2 separate regions of the Salmo salar genome follow, and region 1 is linked to region 2. A link is a contact called in public Hi-C data. All regions are on one chromosome and are shown on one strand. Each heading gives the region's core, a stretch centred on a gene start, on an enhancer-like site or on the middle of the called end of the contact. The rest is flanking DNA. Distances are from core to core; before and after follow the strand shown. Region 1 holds the start of LOC106584361 (nuclear factor 1 C-type). Region 2 overlaps LOC106584361 (nuclear factor 1 C-type).

Region 1 (5,894 bases), core at 1,268-3,767, 47 kb after region 2:
AATACACCTTAAATCCACGAATTAAACAAAGTAATGCGTTTAGATCAGGTGCAACACTGGTACGGATGGTTAGAAAGACAAATTGCAGAGGACTTTCTCTCGCCCATGCAAGGGCGCACATTCCCTCCCTCGCATAGCCTATCCCAGCATCTAGGACTGCGACGTTGCATGTGCGCTTGTAGCATTAGTTCAAAATCGTGTCTGTGGCAACTTGCTGCGTAATTGGCCTATGAACCATTTGAGTGCGTTGGTTCACAGATACAGTAGCCTGCACTACCAAGTGGCCTCATGACTAAACTACAAAATGAACTACACTTAATTGAGCTGTTATTACTACACTTCATTAAGCTGCGGTCCCGTGTGGCTCAGTTGGTAGAGCATGGTAAGAAAATGTAGGCTCTCACAAATGTAAGTCGCTCTGGATAAGATCCGTCTGCTAAATGACTAAAATGTAATGTAATCTAAGTTCAACAGCTTTAGGAAATGATCAGAATTGCTAAACTCAGATAACGTAGATATCCTAATCATGCAATTATAGCCTACCATTCAGAAAACCAAGCTTCTAAATGCATCATCCGTTATAAAGGTAAGTGTTTCTATAATATATGCATGCACATAGGGAGGCCATGTCACACTGACATCTATACAAAACTAATAATAAGCTATACACGTCTGTGCGTAAAAGCGCAGATACGTCAGTGGTGAGCATACTGTTACTTTTCATTGAATTCAGATGTAACCTACTTTTATCCATTTCTACAGTATTGTATTTATTATTGTCAGATGTAACTTGCACACAAAACAAGTGGTCGGAGTAATGACAATAATATTTGGAGAACTATCCAAGAAAGATGATGTCTTTCGACTTTATGGACACATTCTGCTTTTGTAACTATGCACACAACAACAAGTTTTAAACTAAGGGATAGTAAGTAGCCAATAAAGTGTACGTATAAAGTCATTGTAGCATTAAAGTTTGAAAAGACTCCAAATGTTATGGGGATATCATATCCCCATGTCATCACGAACACAAGAGTATCAACGACTCTCCATGAAGCTAGAAGAGAAAAATTAAATATAAACTTTCTTGGTCTACTTTAAGTGAGTTCCAGACCAGTTTATATCTGACAAAGTTGAGAAAACTATTCTGAGATCAGTCTGAAGGGACAATGCTGTCTGCATCAATATTAGTTAACACCCTGAGTTGGCAATAACATTATATAAACCAAGTATAAAGTAATAACCGAATCCAATCCATGTAGCACAAGTTGAATGTCTGTAGCGGTTCGTTGGTGGTGGTGGGTAAATCAGCCTTCGTGAAGTGAACTGCAGTTCAGACATAACTGGAAGAATTGGCCATTTTGTTATCTATGACATCTCAAAATATAACGCCCTGAATATATTTATTTGATATTTCCAAAACAGTAGGCCACAGACTCTAAATATCCCCATGCCAATTGAGTGCACTTTCAAAACACTGCGATTGCAACTCTGCAAGTAGGCTATGTGGGTTATAACAGCACTACATCCAGGGACGGAGCGCCTCTGTCGGTCTATGGTTCAAATTCAAGCCGGCGCCCCTGCGGCTCTGGCTCTGGCTGCGGCCATTTTCTGCTGAACAAACTCTAACCGGGCACAGAGTATATTGGCTTTGAACTTCAACATCCCGTGGTGAAAATACATCTGCGCTGCCCTACTCAAACTGGCAACAAAAAAAACTAATAACTTTCACTGCGGAGAAGTGCCAAAACGCTTTGTAGGCTATATCAATCATTACGCGCAGGTGTAACATAAATATACCATATGTCTGCATTTCTAGCCTTTCCCACAAATACTCCGCTTGGCTGAAAACCAACAATAAAAGGAGTAGCCTGCCGAGAAAGACGGAAAGGAGCAGAACACCAAAATGCAGCTCTACGCAATCTCAATTTGACTTTACAGAGTGCACACAACTGACGCGTGATCGTTCTCGCCTTGCGTCTGTTGTAACATGGACAAATAAAGATGAAATTGATTTGTAAACGTACCATTTCGAAGCGAAACTGTCAACCCCCCCCAGACAAGTTATAGTTTATGCAGCACCGCGGTTCAAAGCATGGTCATCTCGTCGACGTGTTTTTATTATTATTCCATATCCATTTATCCGCGAACAGAAGTAATCCGTGGTCTTCGGAGGGGAGAATAACCCGCAGAGATCAAATAGAAACGTCCCACGCGAAGTCTGCAGCGTCAATCCCCGTAGAATCTTCGCTACAAGGTAAAATAGGACAAAATAAAGATTTCCCTATAATATAGCTACGGGCTGAACGATTTCGGGCAGATTCTGCAAACTGTACACCGCTTGATGGTGTCGTAATGTATAGTGCTGTTATTGTTTTTATATATTTAAATTACAGAACTGATCCTTCGGTCTCATTGATTTGCAGCATTGTAGGCTACACATAGCCTAGATGTCCTTAATATGTGAACGTCCTTAAAGACGTCCCGAACGATGGGCTCATAGGAGATCTTACAGTCGTCTCGGAGAAGGAATAGATGAAACACGAAGGTAGTGTGTGTGTCTGTGTGCGCGGGTGTGTGTGTGTGTGTGTGTGTGTGCGAGAGAGGGAGAGGTAGTGTGTGTGGCTTAACGCGTTCTATTAGTGTTGCACTTGATGGCGTAGTTTATAAAAGCAAAAAGACAACTATTGCCCACTGTGAGCCGCTATTACAAAACATGTTGTAATCTCAGAGATATACATTCTATAATAGAGATATAACAGCCTAGAACAATATTGGTCTTGTTTTTATTGTGTGTGTGTGTGTGTGTGTGTGTGTGTGTGTGTGTATTACGTCCTCCGTATTTATTACACTTCCACAATGGTTTGACGAGCTGTCAACGTGTCAGGTGTTGTCAAATCTGTCATTGCTTTTAACCCCACTTTGCTCAAACCTTTCAGAAGGGAGAAGGGAACTTGACCACAGACGGTTATGCGTCCATCCTCAAGGAAAATACATCTGAAGTTGACTATAATAGCCTAACATTCCAAACACAAGATCATTTGTAATTTATTCATAATTATTCATAATTCGTAGCCTAATCGTTTTGCTATTGATATTCCCTTTTCATGAATGTAGCATAAGTATTCTTATAAATTGACTTTTCCAAGAAATTAACCCTGCTCGTTCAGCTGGTTTCTGCAGGTTAATAATGGATTTGTATTTATTTTATTTTACCAATATTCTTCAAAACTCACCAAAGTATGTGGCCTATGACATGTTATACTGAAAATATTTAGGGAAGTCCTGCATGAGTTTATAAGCGTGACATTCCCAAAAAATTAACCCAGTGTGTTCAACTGCTTTCTGCGTTTCAGTTCATTAGGACTAAAGTGTTTGAAAACTGGGTAAGATTTTATTTTAAGGGTCTGTAATAAAACATTTTTATAAGGCATTTATAAATTGTATGTTCACCATTTTGTAATCATTACCCCCACATTAGCAAACCATTTACCAATCATTAGTAACGTATTTTTGCAGTCTCAAATCTAAAGTGAGTGCTATTCATACTTTATAAATACTTTATAAATGTTTTGAGTGACCAGTGTAACTTCTCACAAAAAGATGGTGATGCCATTGGTAGACATTCCTGCAGTACCTGGTAAAGAATAAGCACACAACACAGGATGTTTAAGGAAATATATATATTTCCTTAAACATGTATTTCGTTAAACATCACGTGTGAATAACTAGCTTACTAACATTTACAAATGTGGGAGTAACGATCAATAAATGTTGATCAGACTGTTTATAAATGCCTTATAAATGGTTTATTATAGACCCTTAAAATAAAGTGTTACTGAAAACTGTAGGCCATGAGCACATTCTTCCAAAATGATAAAGCAGTATAATATTACCACATAATTGTAGAATTGTAACAGTGAAAATTGACCTAAATGAATATGCATTCTTTGATTGAAGGATTTTGTCTTTAGTGCAATTATAGAATCTGGTTTGAAGAGATTGTCTCTCGCATGCAAGCCTTTTTGTCGCTATCTAACCTGAACTAATGATTTTCAGTAGCAATGAAATCCCCAATGTATTGGCTGTTACTGGATTATTCTCCTCTTTCGATTTCCCTTCACTGTTTGAAGTCAAAGGTCAAATGGCCCTGTTAATTAGAATCTTAATAGCATAATTTGATGAAGAATATTAAGATCTTATCTAGAGTAGGCTTACGAACTTGGTTATGCAATGGGATAATACACCTGTTTGAATTTAAATCTCAGATTTGCATTTTAACAGTCAACTGATCATACAAAATCCATACTGGAGTATTTGTTAATATATGACACAGAAATGAGACAATCCATTCAAGAGTTGGAGAGGCAGATTGTGTGCGTGTGTGTGAGTGTTTTCTTCCTTTTACTTTTAATGCACTTTTTATTTGATAATGGTGCGATAATGTTTGATACAGTTAGATCTAGGCTCGACCCAGGCAAACATCACATTATGTTCTGTTTTTCGAAAATACAGGTTTATACAATTGAAAGCATGATTTCCATAACATCTGCTCATGGAAAACGCAAATAATTTGCCAGAGTATTTAACCCTTCATATGCTAAAATGAAATTTTAACTTGTTGCTCAACTCTTGGATAATATTAATTTAAAAAAATCGATTGGGGTGAAATTCATGTTGTTGTTTTTTACCATGCTTTGATTATCAATAACCGTAAATGTATAATTTGAAGACTAACTTCAAACCTTTTTGCCCAAACTGGTGATATGAGGTAAAACAAAATAGTATTTATTTGAAACAAGCAGTAATATTTTTCAAATGTCACATTACTTTGACAGTTAAGCTTAATGTCCTTTAGCTACATTTTTGAAGAAGAATAATAATTGTATTTTTTCCTGACATGGGATTTAAAATACTAAATCATTTCCAGGTTACCACTAATGTACCCATTGGACTTGGGGCTCTGCTGGGAGTTTACCTCATATTTAGATTTGTTTATTCTGCTTTGCCACTAAAATCATAATAAACACTGACATCTAAAATATGGTGTTATTGTTGTTATTGTTATGTGTAATATTAATAATAATATTCGGGGGGGGGTAGTTCAAAAATGTACCCCAAAATGTTCTTCAAAGGGTTCTTCGAGGATCCATTTGTAGGAGTTCTTTGAAGAACTTATAGGAGTTCCCTCCCAGTTTCAATTTGAAGAACCCCTAAAGGATACTCCCTCAGGAGCCTTTTATTTTTAGTGTATGAGATATTTTACATTACACTGTGGGATCAATTTGATGGTTTCTTCTTTATTTGTGGTTGGTTTGTTTATACGTTTTAGGTCTGACATCCAATCATTGTTTATTCTATAAAACCCCTAAGCAGGAGTAAATGCTATAACAATGTTTTTGATAGTTTTGTAAAGGACGACAAGAACAACATAAATTAATCAGAAAACAAACAGAAAACTCAATTATCTTTTGTTGAATAGAAAGCCTCTGGCCAAACGAATTGACTTGCTTGGACGAGTGTTTGTTAAACTCAGCCTATAACGGAATGAAATCAGAATAACTAATGCAACAGGTTTTGGCTAGCTGCTGAAATGTCTAATTAACTGTCGGGAAACCTTCACTGGTCCATGGTTGCACGAATCAAAAGGAGACAGAAAATACAATTCTGAAATCACAACCACCTCTAATTGGAAAGTTATTTTAACCTCGGCATACTTGGGATTGGTCACTCGTTTTTTTCTTTTACCTGTACTTCTTAAAAAACGGATGTTGGGTTGTTATTTTTCTATAATATCTTATCTGTAGGTTTATTTCAAATGAAATGAACAGAAAATCAAACTGAAGATAACTTGCAGAACGGACAAAAACGTTGCTTTTGTATTTTAGCCTGAA
Region 2 (5,965 bases), core at 3,395-5,894:
GGCTGTTGGATTGGCCAGCTGCTCTGCGGCTACACTAAGGTCCTGGAGGTTTTCAAGAGATTTCATTAGAAACAACATTGGGAGAAGCAGGGCGGCCAGCTGAATTAGCTTGTTTCAAACCATGATTAATGGAATCAGGTGGTTTACTGAGTGACTGGAATGAGAGTATAAACAACAGCTCCAGGACTTGAGGCTTATTTTCCTCTCAGTGGTTCTCTTTTGTCTCTGATACACAGGCGTAACGTAACACGGCTCTGTGGAGAGGATTCTGACGCCTGACGCCCTCCCCCAAATAACAGTCTGGCAGTGTCGGGACAAGGGGACTCAGTGAAGCTGTCTTTCTGTATGACAACAGCTGCACATAGATTCTGATAAAAGAAAAGATATATTGAGACTGTGAGACCTCCTCACTCTTCCTCTATATGTCTGCCAAACTCCCCTGTCCTCCCTCTCCTTCCCTCTATCCAAAACTTTCTCTCTTTCTCTTTTGTGAATAGCTGGGAGTTGGGAAAGAGATTCACAGTCGTTGTTTGGCCTGAATAGAGGGACCTGGAGGAGAGGTAACCTCCGATTCCCAAAGAGAGTGATGACCTCATCGCCTCCACACAGGATCACTACTCAAATCCACTTCTCCTCAGCTCCAAGTAGCTGTGGTGGGGAGCCCTGCACTGCTCTGTCTGACCAGACCACAGCGCCTGGGATAGACCAGGAAGGGAGGGAGGGAGCCTAATGTTAGGTCACTTATGTCCCACCCTTCCCAGAAATTAGGGAGCATGTGAGTCTGCAGCTGGTCTGGAGCTGAAAGACAGCAATGGGAGGGTGTTAGCACCAGCAGTCTATATCAGGGTTCCCCAAACTCTGTCTTTGTCCTAGCACTACACAGCTGATTCAAATATCCAACTCATCATCAAGCTGTGTAGTGCTAGGACAAAACCCAAAATGTTCACCCAGGTGGGACCCAGGACCGAGTTTGGGAAACCCTGGTCTGTACCACCTAGACTAGAGAACACTTTGCTGCCTGCCTGACTGCCAGGCATCAGGGATGGTGAGCTCTTTGTTAGCTGTAATGTTATGAGTAACGTTATGACTGGGGTTTCAGCAGCACAGAGAGGATTTGGTCTCATAATGGTTTGGTGGGGGTGTTAAATAGCACAGAGACAGGGAATCAGAAAGCACTGTTATAACACAGAGACAAGGAATCAGAAAGCACTGTTATAACACAGAGACAGGGAATCAGAAAGCACTGTTATAACACAGAGACAGGGAATCAGAAAGCACTGTTATAACACAGAGACAGGGAATCAGAAAGCACTGTTATAACACAGAGACAAGGAATCAGAAAGCACTGTTATAACACAGAGACAGGGAATCAGAAAGCACTGTTATAACACAGAGACAGGGAATCAGAAAGCACTGTTATAACACAGAGACAGGGAATCAGAAAGCACTGTTATAACACAGAGACAGGGAATCAGAAAGCACTGTTATAACACAGAGACAGGGAATCAGAAAGCACTGTTATAACACAGAGACAGGGAATCAGAAAGCACTGTTATAACACAGAGACAGGGAATCAGAAAGCACTGTTATAACACAGAGACAGGGAATCAGAAAGCACTGTTATAACACAGAGACAAGGAATCAGAAAGCACTGTTATAACACAGAGACAGGGAATCAGAAAGCACTGTTATAACACAGAGACAAGGAATCAGAAAGCACTGTTATAACACAGAGACAGGGAATCAGAAAGCACTGTTATAACACAGAGACAGGGAATCAGAAAGCACTGTTATAACACAGAGACAGGGAATCAGAAAGCACTGTTATAACACAGAGACAGGGAATCAGAAAGCACTGTTATAGCACAGAGACAGGGAATCAGAAAGCACTGTTATAACACAGAGACAGGGAATCAGAAAGCACTGTTATAACACAGAGACAGGGAATCAGAAAGCACTGTTATAACACAGAGACAGGGAATCAGAAAGCACTGTTATAACACAGAGACAGGGAATCAGAAAGCACTGTTATAACACAGAGACAGGGAATCAGAAAGCACTGTTATAACACAGAGACAGGGAATCAGAAAGCACTGTTATAACACAGAGACAGGGAATCAGAAAGCACTGTTATAACACAGAGACAAGGAATCAGAAAGCACTGTTATAACACAGAGACAAGGAATCAGAAAGCACTGTTATAACACAGAGACAGGGAATCAGAAAGCACTGTTATAACACAGAGACAAGGAATCAGAAAGCACTGTTATAACACAGAGACAGGGAATCAGAAAGCACTGTTATAACACAGAGACAGGGAATCAGAAAGCACTGTTATAACACAGAGACAGGGAATCAGAAAGCACTGTTATAACACAGAGACAGGGAATCAGAAAGCACTGTTATAACACAGAGACAGGGAATCAGAAAGCACTGTTATAACACAGAGACAAGGAATCAGAAAGCACTGTTATAACACAGAGACAGGGAATCAGAAAGCACTGTTATAACACAGAGACAGGGAATCAGAAAGCACTGTTATAACACAGAGACAGGGAATCAGAAAGCACTGTTATAACACAGAGACAGGGAATCAGAAAGCACTGTTATAACACAGAGACAGGGAATCAGAAAGCACTGTTATAACACAGAGACAGGGAATCAGAAAGCACTGTTATAACACAGAGACAGGGAATCAGAAAGCACTGTTATAACACAGAGACAGGGAATCAGAAAGCACTGTTATAACACAGAGACAGGGAATCAGAAAGCACTGTTATAACACAGAGACAGGGAATCAGAAAGCATCAAAGCACTCTGCTTGAAAATGTCAAATATAATCCTCCTATCTCATTAGACTCTCCAAATATTATTGAGCTTGTTGAGAGGAATTTGTTATTGATAACTACAAATAAAACCAATTGTGATAGATAGATATACACTCTATGGTCTATATATACACCTGTTTGGGCCTAAGTTCAAATGAATTTGATCACCAGTCATCGCTAGGCCTAATATAAATGGCTCAATAATCATTGACCCAAACTTCTGAAGTATAAAGTTGAGAACCTGAAAAGCATTATCTGAAAACAGCATCTGCATTCAATTTTCTATGGACGTGTTACTAAATCCAAGTCCTCATTTAAAGATCATGATTTGAGTCCAAATGAACAGATATTGATGTATACCTAAGACCCCTTGCTGTGCTAAAATTATACTTTTATGCAAACACAAACATCTCTTTAGAAAGCCAATGAGTAACAAAAACAGCATATCTCTAATTGAGTCAGTGTTGCGTAGTGCTACTAGTAATCAGACACATTAGTATCCTTACGCCTCTGACAGTTTGCCTATCTGAGTTCTCTCACATGTCCACTGACACCTCTCCAATGCAGAGAGCCGCTCCAATACAGAGAGCCTCTCCAATACAGAGAGCCTTTCCAATACAGAGCCCAGACTCAGCACAATGCCTGCATTCTGCCAGCACACTCCCAGCCCATCGATCCACTAGATTGATTACCATAGAGCTGCAGTCTCTTTGACTTTCACCCGTGACCTCCCTCTCCTTCTCTCTCTGTGTCTATGTGCGCGTGTGGGTGTCTGTCATGTGGCTCAGCTGGTAGAGCATGGCGCTGGCAACGCCAGGGCTGTATGCACTCGATACTGTTAGTCGCTCTGGATAAGAGAGTCTGCTAAATGACTCAAATGCAAAAATATTAGTGTGTGTGTGTGTGTGTGTGTGTGTGTGTGTGTGTGTGTGTGTGTGTGTGTGTGTGTGTGTGTGTGTGTGTGTGTGTGTGTGTGTGTGTGTGTGTAAGAGCCACAGTGGTAATAGTGAAGGATAGGGTTGTGAAGGTGACCACAGTGGAATCACAGCCACAAACTCCCCGCTCTACGTCATTCCATATTGACATATGCAGCCAAGCGTGGAGGGAGGGGGGGTCAGTCCCATTTTCCAGCAGAATGAAAGTGAGAGACTCCTGCCAGGATCATGCTCACCCAGGTGTTATTTCTGTCTACTGGGAATGGGAGCCCTAAGGACCACAGGTGGTAGAGAGTATATATTACTACATTTACAGTAAACAAAAGGCAAACTCATATTTGACCATGTAGACTAATGGCTTATTTAACTTTAAACATATGTGTTTGAATATTGGTAATTAACACCACTTCCCAATTGATTCATTCCTATGTTGAACCACGTAGCCTACCAATGAACGTAGCCTGGTTCAAGCCAACATCGATGTTGCTTCAATTAAATGTAAAGGCTATTTATACTTATTTTCTTTCCATATCAGTCGTACTATTGCACCTTCAAACTACTGGCAGTGATCTTTGATAATAACCAGAGGGGAAAGGCATGCAAAACATGGAGGCAGCTCACAGTACCATTTTTAGCCGTCCAAGGTGATATAATTAGCTCAAGTGTCTATGACAATCTGTTTCATTGGCTGTTAAATAACTCCAGGTGCGAGAGCAGAACACCTCCCCCTGTCGGAGGAAAACAACACTGCTAAACTTGACCCTTCGGAGGCCCGCTCCTCCTCCCATCCCCTCTAAATTTCCGTTGCCAGAGCCGCGGAGCACATTCCTCTGTGGCTGTGTTGACTGAACATGCGTGTCTGTGACTGAGCCTGAGAGAGCAGGATCTCTCTGAGTCTGAGCCTCTGCAGCAGCAGGAAGCGGCCGCCACAGTGCAGGGTGCAGATTTACAGTATGCTGCTCAACGGTCACAGAGACGACTGTACAGCGTGGTAGTTTAGTGTGTGTGACATAACAGCATAATGTTACAGTGCACACACACAATGTGTTTTTTGTGCAGTGTCGTGGCCGCAGATGGAGGAGTCTGGAGATGGGAAGGGTTCACGGGCAGCTCGAGGCAGAGAGGCTGAGCTCGGCTTCTCAGTAAGTGCTCACTTAGAACTTTGGCACTGTCTCCTCACAAGAGTGTTTTGTGAAATTGGTCAAACCACCGTACCATCTATTGTGACAATTTTTATGCTATATTGAGTTTAATAAAAAGTCTTCAAACACAAGAAAAATTCTGAATGACAGAAGACAAGTAGAACCTGTTAAAAGAGTTGGCACAGTTACATTGGGCCATCATTTTTTATTCTGCAATAAAAACTATTAACACAAATATGAGTAATAAGCCAAACAGGGGAGATTGTGTAAACACATTATTGCTGCAAATGAAACCCTGATTAACATAGAGGCAGAAAACAACAAGCTTTAACCCAGCATCATCCTTGGGGATCCAATGCATGCGGGAGTACTGCACTCTGCTCAATTAGTTAAGATACCAAAACACAGGCCAGCAAATGAGCAGGGACCAACACAGCCCAGCTGGTGTTGCTGTTTGATGGCTTAACACTGCTAACACTGCTCTCCCTGTCCAACCCAGAGATGAGATCAGGGAGGGAGGGAGGGAGGAGGTGGAGAGAGAGCTCTGATGAAGGAAGCAGAGCACAACATATCATTGGAACTGAAAGAGGGGTCTGTGCCTTTAAGAACAAATGCTGACTGGTTGCCTCTCTGGCCTCCCTCTCTCCCCCCTCCTTCCTTTCCTTTCCCTCTCTCAGCACTAGCCTCCTCCCTCCCTCCCACCCTCCCTCTTTCTTTGGTCTGAGTGAAAGTGAAAAGCTGCAGCTCCTTATCAGAGTGTTTACAGCCAGGGGTTTGTAGGCTATTAGGCAGGTCAGGTGACAGGGAGGCTGTGCTGCACCATGACCCAGACATCTCAGGGTGAAGGTTGCCTCGGGGGGGGGGTGACAGAGTTTACTGGTGGGAGGGGCCAGAGCCAGCCAGGCCAGAGGTAGATCAGTGGCAGACACACAGCCCAGCTAGTTTATTTGGTTCCATGGAAGTTGGAAGTTGTGGGAACGTATGTTTTTTGGTTCCATATAGGTTGAACGAAGCCATATGTTTCCTGAATTGTAAAACTGAAGTGAACATTTCGCCTGTT

What was found. Hi-C and Micro-C count contacts between places; a contact is called where the count stands out from the background.
Region 1: a Hi-C map of muscle shows a contact between it and region 2, with 4 times the contacts expected there. The contact joins the promoter of LOC106584361 here to the enhancer-like site in region 2. A contact is called at or near these places in 3 of 3 Hi-C or Micro-C datasets (blood, gill and muscle).

The regions. Positions count from the first base shown.
Region 1 is chrssa23:29,584,465-29,590,358 of Ssal_v3.1, forward strand. It overlaps LOC106584361 (nuclear factor 1 C-type), which reads right to left and starts at 2,518. Exons shown (of 11, transcript XM_014169587.2): 1 at 2,028-2,518. The coding sequence starts at 2,030. It overlaps LOC106584363 (a long non-coding RNA gene), which reads left to right and starts at 2,427. Exons shown (of 2, transcript XR_001323732.2): 1 at 2,427-2,548.
Region 2 is chrssa23:29,534,932-29,540,896 of Ssal_v3.1, forward strand. All of the region lies in intron 2 of LOC106584361 (nuclear factor 1 C-type), which reads right to left. Among protein-coding and RNA genes, the nearest start is that of LOC106584363, 49 kb to the right of the region's middle. Within about 2 kb of position 4,645, at least 11 of the 13 cell types and tissues checked have an H3K27ac peak or open chromatin away from gene starts, as enhancers often do. A contact at or near this core is called in muscle, where this site is marked.